Regions from separate parts of the Mus musculus genome. Here regions 1 and 3 are each linked to region 2. Evidence: chromatin contacts called from public HiCAR-type and promoter capture Hi-C data. All regions are on one chromosome and are shown on one strand. The core of a region is the stretch at or near the end of the contact, and the rest is flanking DNA. Distances in the headings are between cores, read along the strand shown.

Region 1 (4,357 bases), core at 482-2,981, 2.3 Mb before region 2:
GCTTGAGTCTTTTTCTAGCAAGTCTGACAGAAGTAGTTCCGTGATGTTAAAGAGATACAGTTTTGGAAATATTTATTTTCCAGAGGCATCAACTGCTTTTGACGTCTGAATGACGGTCCATCAATTTAAAGAACTAAGAGAACTCGTCTTTCCTGCCACACATTTGAATAAACATACTAACCAATGCACAACCGATCACAGGGTGAAATACTGTAAATACTAATAGAAAATTGGAGTGTGGAGAGAGACTAGAAAGAATACAGATTAATGAGAATGAGAAAAATGAAACCTCCATTTACCCTTTTCCTGGATGCCTGTAGCTCTCTCACCCGATCCCTCACCATTTAAATGACTTTTTAAATTTACTTACTTATATTTGATTATTTGTGTGCTTGTTTAGTTAGTAAGTTAGTTATGTGAGTGTTTTGTTGAACGCCTGTCTGTGTGCCATGGATACAGTTCCTGGTACCTAGAAGGGCCAGAAGACAGCGTAGGATTCCCTGGAACTGGAGTTACAGACAGTTGTGGGCTGCCATGTGGCTGCTGGGAATCAAACCTAGGGCCTGTGGGAGAGTAGTTAGTACTCTTAACGGTTGAATCAGCTCTCAAGCCCTAAGTTATGACTGTTGATCCCAAAGACATCTATCTAATCCTGAACGCACGGTTGAGCATCCATGTGTATGTGGTCAAGCCTACTCTGCTTGGGCCAAGAGTTAAGACCCTCAAACTTCGGGATTGAGATGTGCAGGCAGGAGCTGGTCCAGGACAGGAAACACGCGCACACACACACACACACACACACACACACAATTAATCAATCCTAAAAGAAAATTTACTTTCATAAAACCTTCCTCCACACCCCGCCCCCACCCCACTTACCCAAATATAGGTACAAATACCTCCGTAAAATTAATCCTCACAATGTGTCTACCATTCACTGCACTTCTCTGGAGGAAAAATACAGCCCCTAGCAACTTGTTACCAACCAAAAGATACCATTACGTATCAAGCCCATGAAGTGACTAAGAATTTACATTCAGGTGAACTGGTCACACAGGGAAACACTGTTCCCTTATTCAGCTAGCGCGAAACAAAAGGCATGTGCATCCACCCCAACTCAGTTCTGCCAACAGGTAGGTTTTGCTAACTACTTTCATTCGTTCCATTCCATCCCTCAATGATGTATAAAAATAATCCACAGCCTGGACCAAAGTGTCTCTCCCCTTTAACGACAGTGTTAACAATAATATCCTAGACTGTTCCAGAGTCTCTGAAAGGCTCCGCGCGCCCTCCTTTCCCATCCCGATCTACACCAGTCTCCAGGGGTTTCTTTCTGGTAACTTCGTTCTTCTTTGGATCCGTCTGCACATGCTTTCCTTCTGCTTTAGGGGGCTAACAAATCCCAGTCTCTCAACTTTCTCTTCCTTCTCTCCAAAGCATCCGCCGATCAGCCCCGCCTCGCCCCGCCCCATCACGTCCATCCCCCCCCCCCCCCCCCCCCGGCCGCAGACCTCCTCTCTCATCCGAGGCCCGCCCCTCACCCTCCAAGCTGGCACCTCCTGCTCCTGCCTGGATCATCGGCCGATCCCCGAGTCCGACCGACAGCTACGGTCCGAGACCTAGAGTACCCGGACGCTGCAGACTGCGGTTGCGGGGAGTTTGAACTCACTCACTGTAGGGACCACGGCTGCGGGCGGCGGCTCGGCGGCTTCGGCTCCTGGGCAACGGAGCAGAAGCCCAGCTTGCACCGCGGGAGGACCGGCCTCCGCCTCCCCCAGTTCCCATTGGTTACTGGACTCCATACGTTCATTTCTATTGGTTATTGTGGCATCGGAAGGCGGGATGGCGAGGAGAGAGGCATCAACCATTGGTGGGCCGGTGAGGCGGGGAACCGCGACCCGCGAGGACAGTTGCACGGAGCCCAGCACCCAGGACAGACCGAAAGAATGCCAACCCTTCTCATAGAGGGACGCCGGCTCCAGAAAGGGTCTGTGGACAAAACCCTTGGAAACCGGCCCTATTTTTTTCTGAATATTTTGGATTTCGTTATAAAGAAATCAATGTACTTTTCTGGTTCCGCTGAAATTGATGTGTAGGAGGGTGTGGACTTGATATTTTCATGATACTGCTGCCTGGGTTCTGGACTTTCTTGAGATAACACATCTTGAATATGGCTTGCGCATGATTTTTAAGTTCTGAAGGAAATCTGGGGCTAAAGGATAATGAGAACACGTTTGTTCTCGTTATGTTTTCAAAGAATTGTTTTTAAAGGAAATATTCTGAAGTGCATGACAGTGGGCTAAGGGCAGCTAGATGGCTAATTTTTCTTTTAAACTTGACAGTGCACACTAAGCAGTATTAATTGCAGTAGGTAAAGAAGCTATAAAGAAAATCTTTTCCACGGGGGCTCTGACGCTCTCTGAGCTTCTCATCCAGACCGTTTAATAAGACTGTTCAGTTCCCGATTGAAGCCTGCTGTCATTTATACTCCAGAAAATAGATTCAGGGGGTAGTAAGCGGTGAGATCAGGATAGAACCACATGGCTATTAACTTCCAAATCTAGCATCTTTAGAGCATTTCTCTAACAGGGTAATAGCATTACTGGCAAGTCAAAAAAGTATCTAAAATTTTAGAAATCTCCCAAACAAAATACCTAATTGTGTATAACATTTTCAGTGTCCTTATTACACCACACAGTGTTACTCTATCAGAGATAACAATTACTTTATTTGACCTTGAAAAAAAATAACCAAAATAATTTATAGTTCCTCAAAGCCAGTTTTACCAAATTGATGTTTTAAAGATTTGTCCCAAGTGTGATGATAACTTCACCTTTCTACATGGCATGACTTTGATCTGCCATTTTTATTAGGACTTCAGTTTTCTGATTATACCATTTCACTTCACTGTGTACTACACAGGTTACAGCTTTCCAGGAAAAAAGAACTGAAGCTACCAAACCACATTTTAATATTTTTACTAATTGAAACTATTTAACTGCATTAAATATTTAACTGCCGTTTGTAAAGATTGTGTTTGGGGATGAATCCTAATCACAGTTGGGCACTCTGGGTTTGTATTCTAGTCTCACAGGAATTCCTGTTACTACAGTGCTTCAGACTCCCATTGGCCAATGAATGCCCCTCCCCCCCTTTTTTTTCCTGCAGGACTTTGCCATGTTTGATGCTCTATGGCAATGACACACACACACAAAAAAACCATTTCTACATATGTTTAAGAAACTGCAGTTTTTCCTATGAGGGAACTACTATTGCAGAATCAGAAGGACTTGTTAGAACCTTCAAACCATTTACTAGCCAGAGGTAGACATAGTTTTCCTGACATCAGACAATAAAGATATATATATATATATATATACACATATACATATATATATGTGTGTGTATGTATATATATATACGTGCATATAATCTTATAATTACAATAGCAGATCATCCTCAACAAAAGTTCAGTTTTTCATAAGATACCATTCTTTTAAAAAGTTGTGTGTGACAGATATGATCCAAAATGTGTGAGCCTCAGACAGGAATATATCAACTCCTAGCCTTGGCTATACACATAGCAAGATCTTGTCTTAAACAAACAAAAAACAACAGAAAGAAAAAAAAAAACAACCCCCCGCCCCCCGGGCATTGTGCAATGAAACACCTTGTTGATGTTGTTCTTCTACCAGTCAGGGGCAGAGCAGAGGGCAGTCCTTTCTTCATCCCTAGCCTGATGCCTGGCTTAGTAGCCAAAGCTGTTTTATGCCTAGGACACACAAAAATCAAACCAAATCCAGGCAGCACAGCACAGGAGGAGGAAAGCAGACCTGCATTCTGCCATGCCATAAGGTAGGGGCAGGAGAAAGATACCCAGAGACCTGCCCTCCACCCCACAGCATATGTAGGCCATAGACCCACAAAGCCCTGCCTACCACCAAGCTGCACATCGAAAGAGGGGGAAGACAGAAAGAGCCCTGCAATCGCTACGCCATCCACAGACCCCTTCCTGAGAACAGCACAGGCAGACCATAGACACTCACTTGCTGCCCCCGCCATGCAGGGAGATGGAGGCTGTAACCAGGGGCCTGGTGGCCGCACGGCCATCCTACAGTGGGAACAACCACGATGTACAAATATGTTGTGGCCAGAAGCGAGGGAAAGAGAAGTGGAACAGCTTGAGCATTGTGAAGAGAGGTGGGACTGGAGACTCAAGGGTGGAGAGGAGTAGCCTGTTTTGAATGGCCAGTGGCACCTCCTGAGGCCATGGTGAGGTCCCAGCCTGAGCTGCCACTGAAGATCATGCCTGGATCGATGGCTACACAGTTTCAGGGGTCAGTGTTGATGGCTATGG
Region 2 (4,249 bases), core at 396-2,895:
CTTCAATATTTTCATTTGTAAAAAGTGAGATTAAGGGCTGGAGAGATGGCTCAGCTGGTAAGAGCACTGACTGCTCTTCTGAATTCAAATCCCAGCAACCACATGGTGGCTCACAACCACCCTTAATGAGATCTGACACCCTCTTCTCGTGCATCTGAAGTCAGGTGCAGTGTACTTATGTATAATAATAAATAAAATCTTTGGGCTGGAGCAGTCAGGGACTGAGTGAGCGAAGTTGAACAGAGCGAGCAGAGCCGACTAGAGCAAGCAGAGGTCCTAAAAATTCAATTCCCAACTGTACAGCTACAGTGTACTCATATGCGTAAAATAAATAAATAAATAAATAAATATTTTTTAAAAAAAAAGGAAGAAAGAAAGAAAGAAGTTTGGGCATACTCATTCAGTCTAGAATTTTATAATCCACAAGCATCTTGAACGTTTAAAATGTAATGAAATCATCACACAAAAATTGGCACACAGAAAAAAAAAATTGGCACACAGAAAGCCCTTCAAACAAGATTTACTAAAAAGAAAAAAAAAAACCGAAGATTAACATATCCAATTGAAAAACTGTAAAGCTGCGATGTGACTCAAGTTTTGCAAAAACTTTTTTAGAAAACACGTTTTAGAAAATAGTTCTGTCCTCAGGTACGGTGAAGCAGGTCTCCAAATCAATAAAAACAAATGAAAGTAACTCCACTGAGAAGTGAGGAACTGATGACGAAAAACACACACACACACACACACACACACACACACACACAAAACGTTTGGTAATTTGCATATGGAGGTAACCACACTAACTATGGGGGGGGGGGGGGAACTACTTCAAATGTTACCTACTTCGAGATAAAGGAAACAGGTGCTACTCAACTTCTCCTCCTTGAAAAATATCCCCTCTGACTAACACGACTCATGTTTTATGACTGTGTTAGATAACAGAGTTAAAGACGGCTTAAATCAGGGTTGGCCATTTCCCCTCGGATCCAAAATGCCTTTGCAACCTGATAGCTACGAACAAAAGGCCCCTCTATCCTGTCTCTGCAGAACAGACCCCAGTCCACTTCCACCCAGCAGCGAATGCTCAGAGCAAGACCTGCTTCTGCAAACTCAGCAAGGCCCGCGGGAACTCAAACTTTGTAAACTCCACCAAGGGTTTAGGGGACATGGGAGCCTCTAGGAAGGGATCCAAGGGAGGTGACACCAGTCAACCCTCGGAACCAGAAAAGCATCGTCGCTGGAGGGCGTGTCGGGCAGCTTGGCGACGTAGCACTTGGCGGGACAAGGCCATTCATTAGCTGGCAGGGGCGGCGGGGCTGCGCTGCCAGGCCACCCGCCCGTGCCACGCGGCGCGAAGCTCGGCAGCCGCCCCCTCCGCGAGTTCCCTCCCCGGGCCCCGCTCCCCTGCCGGGCTGGCAGGACGCCTTCGCCGTCGCCCTCACCAGTCGCTAGATGAAGGTGCGCCGGCGGTCTCCGCGGGGCAGGCGCGCGGCCGCGCAGGGACTCATCCTTAGTGAAAGCTACCGGGGACAACGAAGGGAGCCAGGAGCCGGGACGCCCGAGTCAGCTCCGGGGACGGCTGCACGGAAAGCGACAGCCGCGACTGTCGGCGCCGGGACCGGGTTCGGGGAAACCTGAGCTAGAGCGGGCGGGACTCGGGAATAAGACGGGCGCTGATTGGCCGGAGTTCGTGTATGCCCCACAGTGATTGGTCGGGGCCTGCCCACAAGGCCTAGCGTGGCAGTACCTCAGCTGTGGCCTTTCCCTAGTATCCCAAAGGAGCATGACCCCTGCCGGCCTTGGTGCGGTCGACACTGGCTGCCGCCCTACACTCAGAACCAGTACTGCCCCTCTTGGTGCCAGATGTCACCCTAGGAGATCTGTCTCCCCGCAGGTCGACACTCGGAAAGGAGGTTAAGGCTGGGATGGAGGAAACAAGGAACTGGCTGGATGCCCAAGCACCACTCCGTAGAAACGTGGGCATCTTAGAAAAGTTGCTTCCCGGATCACTCGTAGTGGGATAACTGGAAAACCAGAGGTGTCCTCTCCCCAAGACTGGGCCCTGCTGCTCTGTGCCCCGCCTGTTGTGCCCGGATTGTCTGAGTGTCACTCTCTTTTTGTCAGAAGGCGCCATAGATTTTTCAGATCGCCACTGTGCGACCAGCTGCTGACTTGGGTCACATCTGTCTGCCTGACGCCAGGCTTACAATAGGTTTTCCTCCCTGAACTCTTAAATCTACAAGCCATTTTAAAGGTTGCAAATTGTGTGCCAATAATCAGTCCAGAACGGAAAACATACTCCTGCTGAAGTCTGATACAGAGGCGCCTTAGTAAACATGTGTTCAGGGAGGAGTAGCATGACTCAGAGAAAAACAGCACTTGGAGCCCAGAGTTGTTTGAACCTCGGCCCTGTTTGTGTTGCTGTATGAGCCACTGACACCATCATCTATTAAACGGAGTTAAACTCAATACCCTCTTAGACTGCTTCAGCCCAATTGCCTGTTTTGTAGACTTTGTAGGAAAGTAAGTTGCTAGATCAAACTGAAGGAGAGATGGAAACAGACCTAGCTCCCCAGCTCTCCTCCCAGTGCAAGGACTTAATTTGCTTTCTTACTTCCTACTCTGACCCATTCTGTAATGTATAAACAGTGACTTGGAAGGAAGCTGTGTACACACTCATGAACAAAGACGCTCAGTGATCTGGAAGCTAGTGATGTAAATAAATGTGTTGCCCTGAGTTCACATCTTTTATCTGTCTCTTCTTTGTATTGGGTAAGTCATTTAGGTTTTCTGAAGCCTTAATTTCCTCATCTGCAAAGTGGGAATGGAATACATGTTGCTGTAGTGAAAATGTGTTGATAGACGCCCGCAGCACTTAGCAGAGTGCCAAGCACACAGTAACACCACCTAGAAGTTGCCATGTCTCAAACGCTTGTAAGCATTGGGGGTACAAAATGTCCATACGGCCATAATCATATACACAAAAATTAATTGCAACTTTAACGAATCTGTGAAAGAAAATAAGAGGTTTCATCTGACCCCCCCCCCCAAAAAAAATGACAAACTAGGGAAGAAGTAGAAAATAACTAGGTGAAGCAGAAAAAGAAAGACCAGCATCATGCCAAGGAATGAATGTCTTTGCCGTTGGAGATGGGGGACGAAACTGGTCCTGCTTCAACAAGGATCAGAAAGAGAATATTAGAAAGCTGCTTACAAAGTAAAACTTATCAGCCACAGTTGCCGCGGTGCTGACCAAACTGAGACTCTGACATAACGTTATTTATTATCTATGACACGAACAGCCTGAGTTTTATATTTTTATACACTGTTGGGCTTAAAAGGAATCTAGTTGGTGGCACCAACTGATATCATAAATGCAGTAGTGTTAGGTGGCCACATAAGTTAAAACATTCCGAGCTAATAAAGATTTAATCTTTTACTGTAGAATGAAAGCAAACTGTGCAGCTTTTACCCCAAGGTGAGAATGAAGCACATAACACCAGAGGGTAAATGGTCTGCGTGATCGCTGCTGAGACAGAAGGACCCGGCTTCACCTCCTCATCCTTTTCGTTTCCTCTTCTCCCATTGCTTCTGCTCTCCCCTTTTATGCAGGTTTAGCAATATTGGTGGTTATTATATTTAAGGTTTTTTTCCCCTTCACACCTTTTCTAAAACTTTTATGCATTTTGTTTCAATTCTGGGCAATCTTTTTCTTTTCCTACTTGTTTCTGTGTTCCTTCCTAGTGTACTTTTAGTAATATTTTGGATTTTATCTTATTAGTTGTAAAGAAGCTTATGTCTTCTTTTTTATTTCCCTTATGTTTATCTAATTTATTTTTGAGCCTTCTCGTTATTGAGGAGTTCTTTTCCCTTTCTTGCTAACTGCTTCTTCATTTTTCTTTCCTTCCATAACAGTCTTCTCCACTCCTCTTCTTTTTCCTTTGACTTAACTTTGCTTCTGCTCCAGTTTGCTAAGACCTTGACTCCTTTATCTATTACAATATTAACCATAAGTGACTGTTTATCTCATGCCAGACTCCACATTAGTTTTGCCATTTTCTGTTTTGCATCTTTGGTGATATACCGAGACTTAATTGGCTTTGGTGTATTCTTATATTGCACAGTTTGATGTTGTTGCTGTTACAATAGTTCATTGTTTCCTCTCTGAGTGGTACTTTCTCTGGGAAAGGATTCTTAATGTGAAAATACTCAGATACAGCTAAAATGCATTGAGAGATATTCCACTGAA
Region 3 (4,707 bases), core at 1,396-3,895, 2.2 Mb before region 2:
TCCTCTTACTGGTTTGCTCCTTTAGCACCTCTGGCTCTTATGAAGCAGACAACCAGACTCGGCTTCAGTTACAGCTAGGATTGTGAACATCTCCCAACAGCTCATTCACTGAAGCCTTGGTCTCCAGTCTGTGGGGGCTCTACTAGGATGCAGTGGGACTTAGAGGAGGGAAAGCAAAGCCACTACGGACTCTGGAGGCACATTGAGATCCACTTCCTTTTCTCTTCCTTTGCTTTCTGGTGTCATGAAGTCTGTGGTCTCGCCTCCTCCAGACTTGGTCTCCCAAGTGGTGGGATGCAGGCCTGTGCTACCACACCTGGCTGACCTTTGCCCTCTTTAAGTTATCCCAGGTTGTTGAGAGCTTTTGGTGCGACTTCTAGGAATTGGGTATTTGTCACTGGGCTTAGACAAGGAAGTAGGCCTAGATAAGAGTAACAGTGAGCATGGGGCTTTGTTTACTATTTTGCTGAATTATTTCCTTATGTGATCTTTTTGCATACTACTCTGCTTAATTACTTTCTTGTGTGATCTCCTTGTTTACTACTTCGATCCATTACTTTTGTCTTGGATATACCTAGAATGATCTGTGTGTGTGTGTGTGTGTGTGCATATATATATATGCAGGCTGGAGAGAAATAACGCTGCTTCAGCCTCCGTACAGGCAGGAGTCAGGTTATAATTTTGTCTAACTGTTTTTCTTCTTTTTAAATCCTCATTCCCTCGCTTGAGACCCTGTTGACTGATTGAGCTGGCTTGGTCACCAGGTGATTCGTCACAACAACAGGAAGATGACTAACACAGTTCCTCAGAGCCGTGTGTTCTATGTCACAGCTCCGTGCTGCCTGACTTCCCCAGTTGCAATTCCAATTTGCTGACTGAGGAAATGACTTAGTCAATTTCTTTTATCCATTTTCCTCAGAGCGCTTCTGAGTTCTACTGTTAAGCTGTTTATCTCCATTGCTACATTAATTCTATACTTTGGGGGGGAGGGAATGGTTCCTTTTGTAAAGACCCATATTTATACAGGAAATAATGTATCTACTTCTGTGAAAATTATTTCACATTTTATATGCCTTCATTTCCATGTTTGTGATAGCAAAAGCTAAAGAACAATTGCAGAGTGTTATAGCTACAGCAGAACTTATATTTAAGTTTTTAACATTAAAAAGAAATAAAGACCCACCAGGATTATATATTCTTACTCTACTAAGTTTAAAGAGGCCTATGACAAAAGTGGATTAAGATAAGCAATGAAGGGGCCACTGAGATGGCTCAGTGGGTAAAGACACTTGCTGCTAATCCTGACCCACACGGTAGAAGGAGAAAGTTGTCCCATGACCTCCACAAGTATGCTGTGCTAAATGGATCTACACAAACAAAAATATACATACATACATACATGCATACATACAAATAAAACTATTTAAGACATAAGCCACAGGAAAGGTTGGCAACTTGAAATATTAGTAAGTCTAAAAACCAAAGTCCTTCAAGCAACCATTTGTGCCAGAAACTTGCAAACGTGGGAGACTTCATCACACAATTTTCTTCTCTCTAGAATTAATTAGCAGCATTCCCTGAACGCTGCTAAAGTCCCTTGGTGAAATGAAGAAAGTAAATACAGTAGTGTGAGGGAAACTGGTTCACTTCCACAAAACTAGGAGTGGCTTGAGCCTTAGCCAAGCCAATACAACCTGCTAAAGCACTACTCGGAACCTATTAGCCACTTCATGAAAGCTTTCTCTTTAATGGTATCCTCCTGGGATACCGCGTTGGAATGCACAGCGATTTCGAAAAAGACACAGATTTGGCTCAACTGTAAATATCAGTAGGTGCACAGAGGCAAAGGCATTGTGCGGGGTAGGGGGTGGGGAGGGAGGGTTCTGATTCCCAATGTTGATAGGGGGATTTTCATTTCTATCAGTACTTATTCTTTTCTACTACAATTACAGTTTTGCAAAGAAAAATAAAATATCGGTCTTGTTCTCATTTGGCTTTCCAGTTTTCAGTGTCTTTAGAATAAAGTGAAAGCCTGTTTCATTTACCAAAGAGATTCCCTTTGCAAACTAGGCGTGGTGATGTATGCTTGTAATACCTGCTAGGGAGGGTGAAGTTGAGTTCCAGGCCAGCCTGGGCTACATAATAAAACCGCCTCCAGGAAAAATAACAACACTCCTCTTCAACAGTTTTTCAGGGTTGCAGGAGAAACAAAACACCAAAAGCTCAACCCACTGCCATGCCTGTCCAAGCCCGTGAACTGCCAAGGTCTCTGGGGCGAGCCTTTGCGTGTCTCTAAAACAGTGGGTCGCCTCAGCTCCATGGCTGTTTCTGATAGAGGATGCTCCACCCGTCTCCACCGCAAACAAAACCCAAGCTTGGACTATCCTCCACCCAACCCTTTGTCTTGTTTGCTGTGTTCTTGTAAACTGGCTTCCCGCCAATTAGCTTGTCCCGCTTCCGGGTCCTTCCTAAACCACCTGCGTGTACGATTAATTCCCGTGAAGCAGGCGCCGGACAGAAGGAGCGCAGTGCCTGGTCACTCTGGGCGCCAAGGAAACTACAACTCCCGTCAGCCCCCGCGGCCGCCTGGCCCCACCCGCCTCTCGCTCAGCCCGCGGCGGAGGCGCTGGGCTTTCATCCGCGGAGCGGCGGGAGCCAGACGCGTCGCTGCGGTCTTCTCCGACGGTCGCACGGGAGTCGGCAGCTACCTCAGTCGCGTTAAACTTCTGTGACCGAGTCAGCGGCGATCCCTGACGCAGCGAGAGGATGGTGGTCCGCGTCTTCGTCGCCTCATGCTCAGGCTTCGTGGCGGTGAGCCGAGCGGGCGGGATCGCGGGAGACGCGCAGCGCGTGCGCCCGTAGGAGACGCGCGGGCAGGTGACCGCCGGGCTCGGACCCGGTGGACACGCAGGGGTCACACACCCCGCACTGGCAACTGGCGAGGGGACCCAAGGGAGCCAGTCCCCTGCCGCAGCTGTCGGCTCCAGGGGCCCTTTGCTGAGTTTAGAGGTTCCGGACTTGGGACACCCCGTCGGCTTATGTTTCCTATGGCAGTTTAGACTACTTTGATTTGCTGACCTGGCGTCTGGAGGAAACCCATTTTAAAAAATTGCTCTACATCCTCTCGTCCCCAGCAAGTCCTTTTTAGTTTTACACCTGAGCAAACCACACTTGTCCTGTTAGGTCGCAGTTAATTTATTTTCTTTGTTGTTTTTTAGCCTAGGGTGTTACAAATACTTTTACATATGGTCCTTCCCTTGTTCCTCCAGTGCTGTGGTAAATTTCATTTTAAGAATAAATTGTGTTTTCTATTTTTAGCTACTCTGTTTGTCGAGTGTTGACTTCTTTTAGGAATATTGTTCTTTAGAAGAAGTTAAATAACTAGAAATAGTGCACATGTATACTAAGACACATGTAATGCGCCTGTAGTGTGTCAGTTATGTTTCATGTGATTGCTAAGACTTGATTTCCTTAGCCAAGAGTTAAACTACATCTCCAAAAATCTACTTTGTCAGTTACTTAATCAGATATAGAAAAAAGTACAAGAATGATTGGTTTAAAGTTTAGGCTGGCTGGTTGCCTGCTCAGTAGGCAGACTGTCTTAGAATTTAAGTGGGTGGGGTAGAAGGCGGAATAAAATACTACTTGGAAAATCCCCGTAAACTACTGAAGCTCTTAACCCAATCTTTTTTGATACAAGGACACAATAGCTGGGAAAATGCTGGCCTACCTGTATGTGCAGGCATGTCCTGGTTCTCAAAAATCCTCCCTTTTTGTTATTGCTTAGTCATAGGTGCCTTTAAAAGATTTTTCCCTGTTAAAGCTGAGCCTCATGAAATGTACTATCTCCTAGATAGATTTATTGAAATGAATTCCTTACTATAGAGCTTTTGGTCTTTACCATGAACTTACCAGCTTCGGTAATTATTTCAAAAGGAGCTTACTGATTTCAGAAGCAGCAAGCTCCAATGTTGATCTTCAGTTGTGTTGGGAAAGTCACAGGTAAATTACCTGTCTTCTCCATCATGTATCCAGACTTGCATCCTGTAACCAATTTTATCAGTTCCATAAACACACATGTATTTAGTGCCTGCCTACTGTGTGACTTGAGTCTGGGCTTTAATGTTTTGTGCACGGACCTAAGTTGAGGAAACAAGTTCTTGTGTGCTGCCTAGTGTGGGGACCAGTGGTGCCCGAGCTCTGCCCTTCTCTCTCTCCTGTACCAGGAAGGCTTTTGAGGCCCTCACAATTGTGCTGTCCTTTTAAAATGCTTTCGTCAGTTGAGTAAATGTGGGTACAGCTCATACCAGTCTATTCCATTTGAACTGCAGACTGGTGAACTTCAAAGTGCAGTCTCTCCACTTTGGTTTTTTAACCGCGTCTCAGATCCCCATGGTCTGATGTGGTTGCATTTGGTTGGGAGCTTATGCTCAGTTCATAGGCACAGCACAGTCTGTAAACACTCATTATTCACTTTGCTCTGCTGTTTGAAAACATACTCTTTTCGGGTCATAGAAACACCCATCGAGCCCCCCCCCCCCAAATTTTGTAATATCTCCTAGTTCATGTACAATTTTTTTTCCTTTACAGCAATATTGACATTTTAAGTTATATAAAGTTTATGCTTATCTGCCAGAACATTGACTTCTTAGCCGTAATGAAGGTGAGCTCTTGGTTGGGGAGGCTCATGGGACTTACAACATTAAG

The links. Promoter capture Hi-C pulls out the DNA fragments that hold promoters and counts their contacts. HiCAR-type assays count read pairs that join an accessible place to other places.
Region 1: a promoter capture Hi-C map of pre-B cells shows a contact between it and region 2. The contact joins the promoter of Lca5 here to the promoter of Ibtk in region 2. A contact is called at or near these places in 1 of 39 promoter capture datasets (pre-B cells), 3 of 484 Hi-C or Micro-C datasets (CD4 T cells, CD8 T cells and regulatory T cells) and 2 of 115 datasets of contacts at active chromatin or transcription factors (astrocytes and thymic regulatory T cells).
Region 3: a contact with region 2 is called in a HiCAR-type map of astrocytes, with 5 times the contacts expected there. The contact joins the promoter of Sh3bgrl2 here to the promoter of Ibtk in region 2. A contact is called at or near these places in 3 of 39 promoter capture datasets (hippocampal neurons, liver and pre-B cells) and 1 of 115 datasets of contacts at active chromatin or transcription factors (astrocytes).

The regions. Positions count from the first base shown.
Region 1 is chr9:83,439,368-83,443,724 of GRCm38.p6, forward strand. Lca5 (Leber congenital amaurosis 5 (human)) reads right to left here and starts at 1,732. Exons shown (of 8, transcript NM_027448.2): 1 at 1,542-1,732. All of the region lies in intron 1 of Gm2087 (predicted gene 2087), which reads left to right.
Region 2 is chr9:85,747,689-85,751,937 of GRCm38.p6, forward strand. It overlaps Ibtk (inhibitor of Bruton agammaglobulinemia tyrosine kinase), which reads right to left and starts at 1,646. Exons shown (of 29, transcript NM_001081282.2): 1 at 1,443-1,646.
Region 3 is chr9:83,545,693-83,550,399 of GRCm38.p6, forward strand. Sh3bgrl2 (SH3 domain binding glutamic acid-rich protein like 2) reads left to right here and starts at 2,646. Exons shown (of 4, transcript NM_172507.5): 1 at 2,646-2,811. The coding sequence starts at 2,767.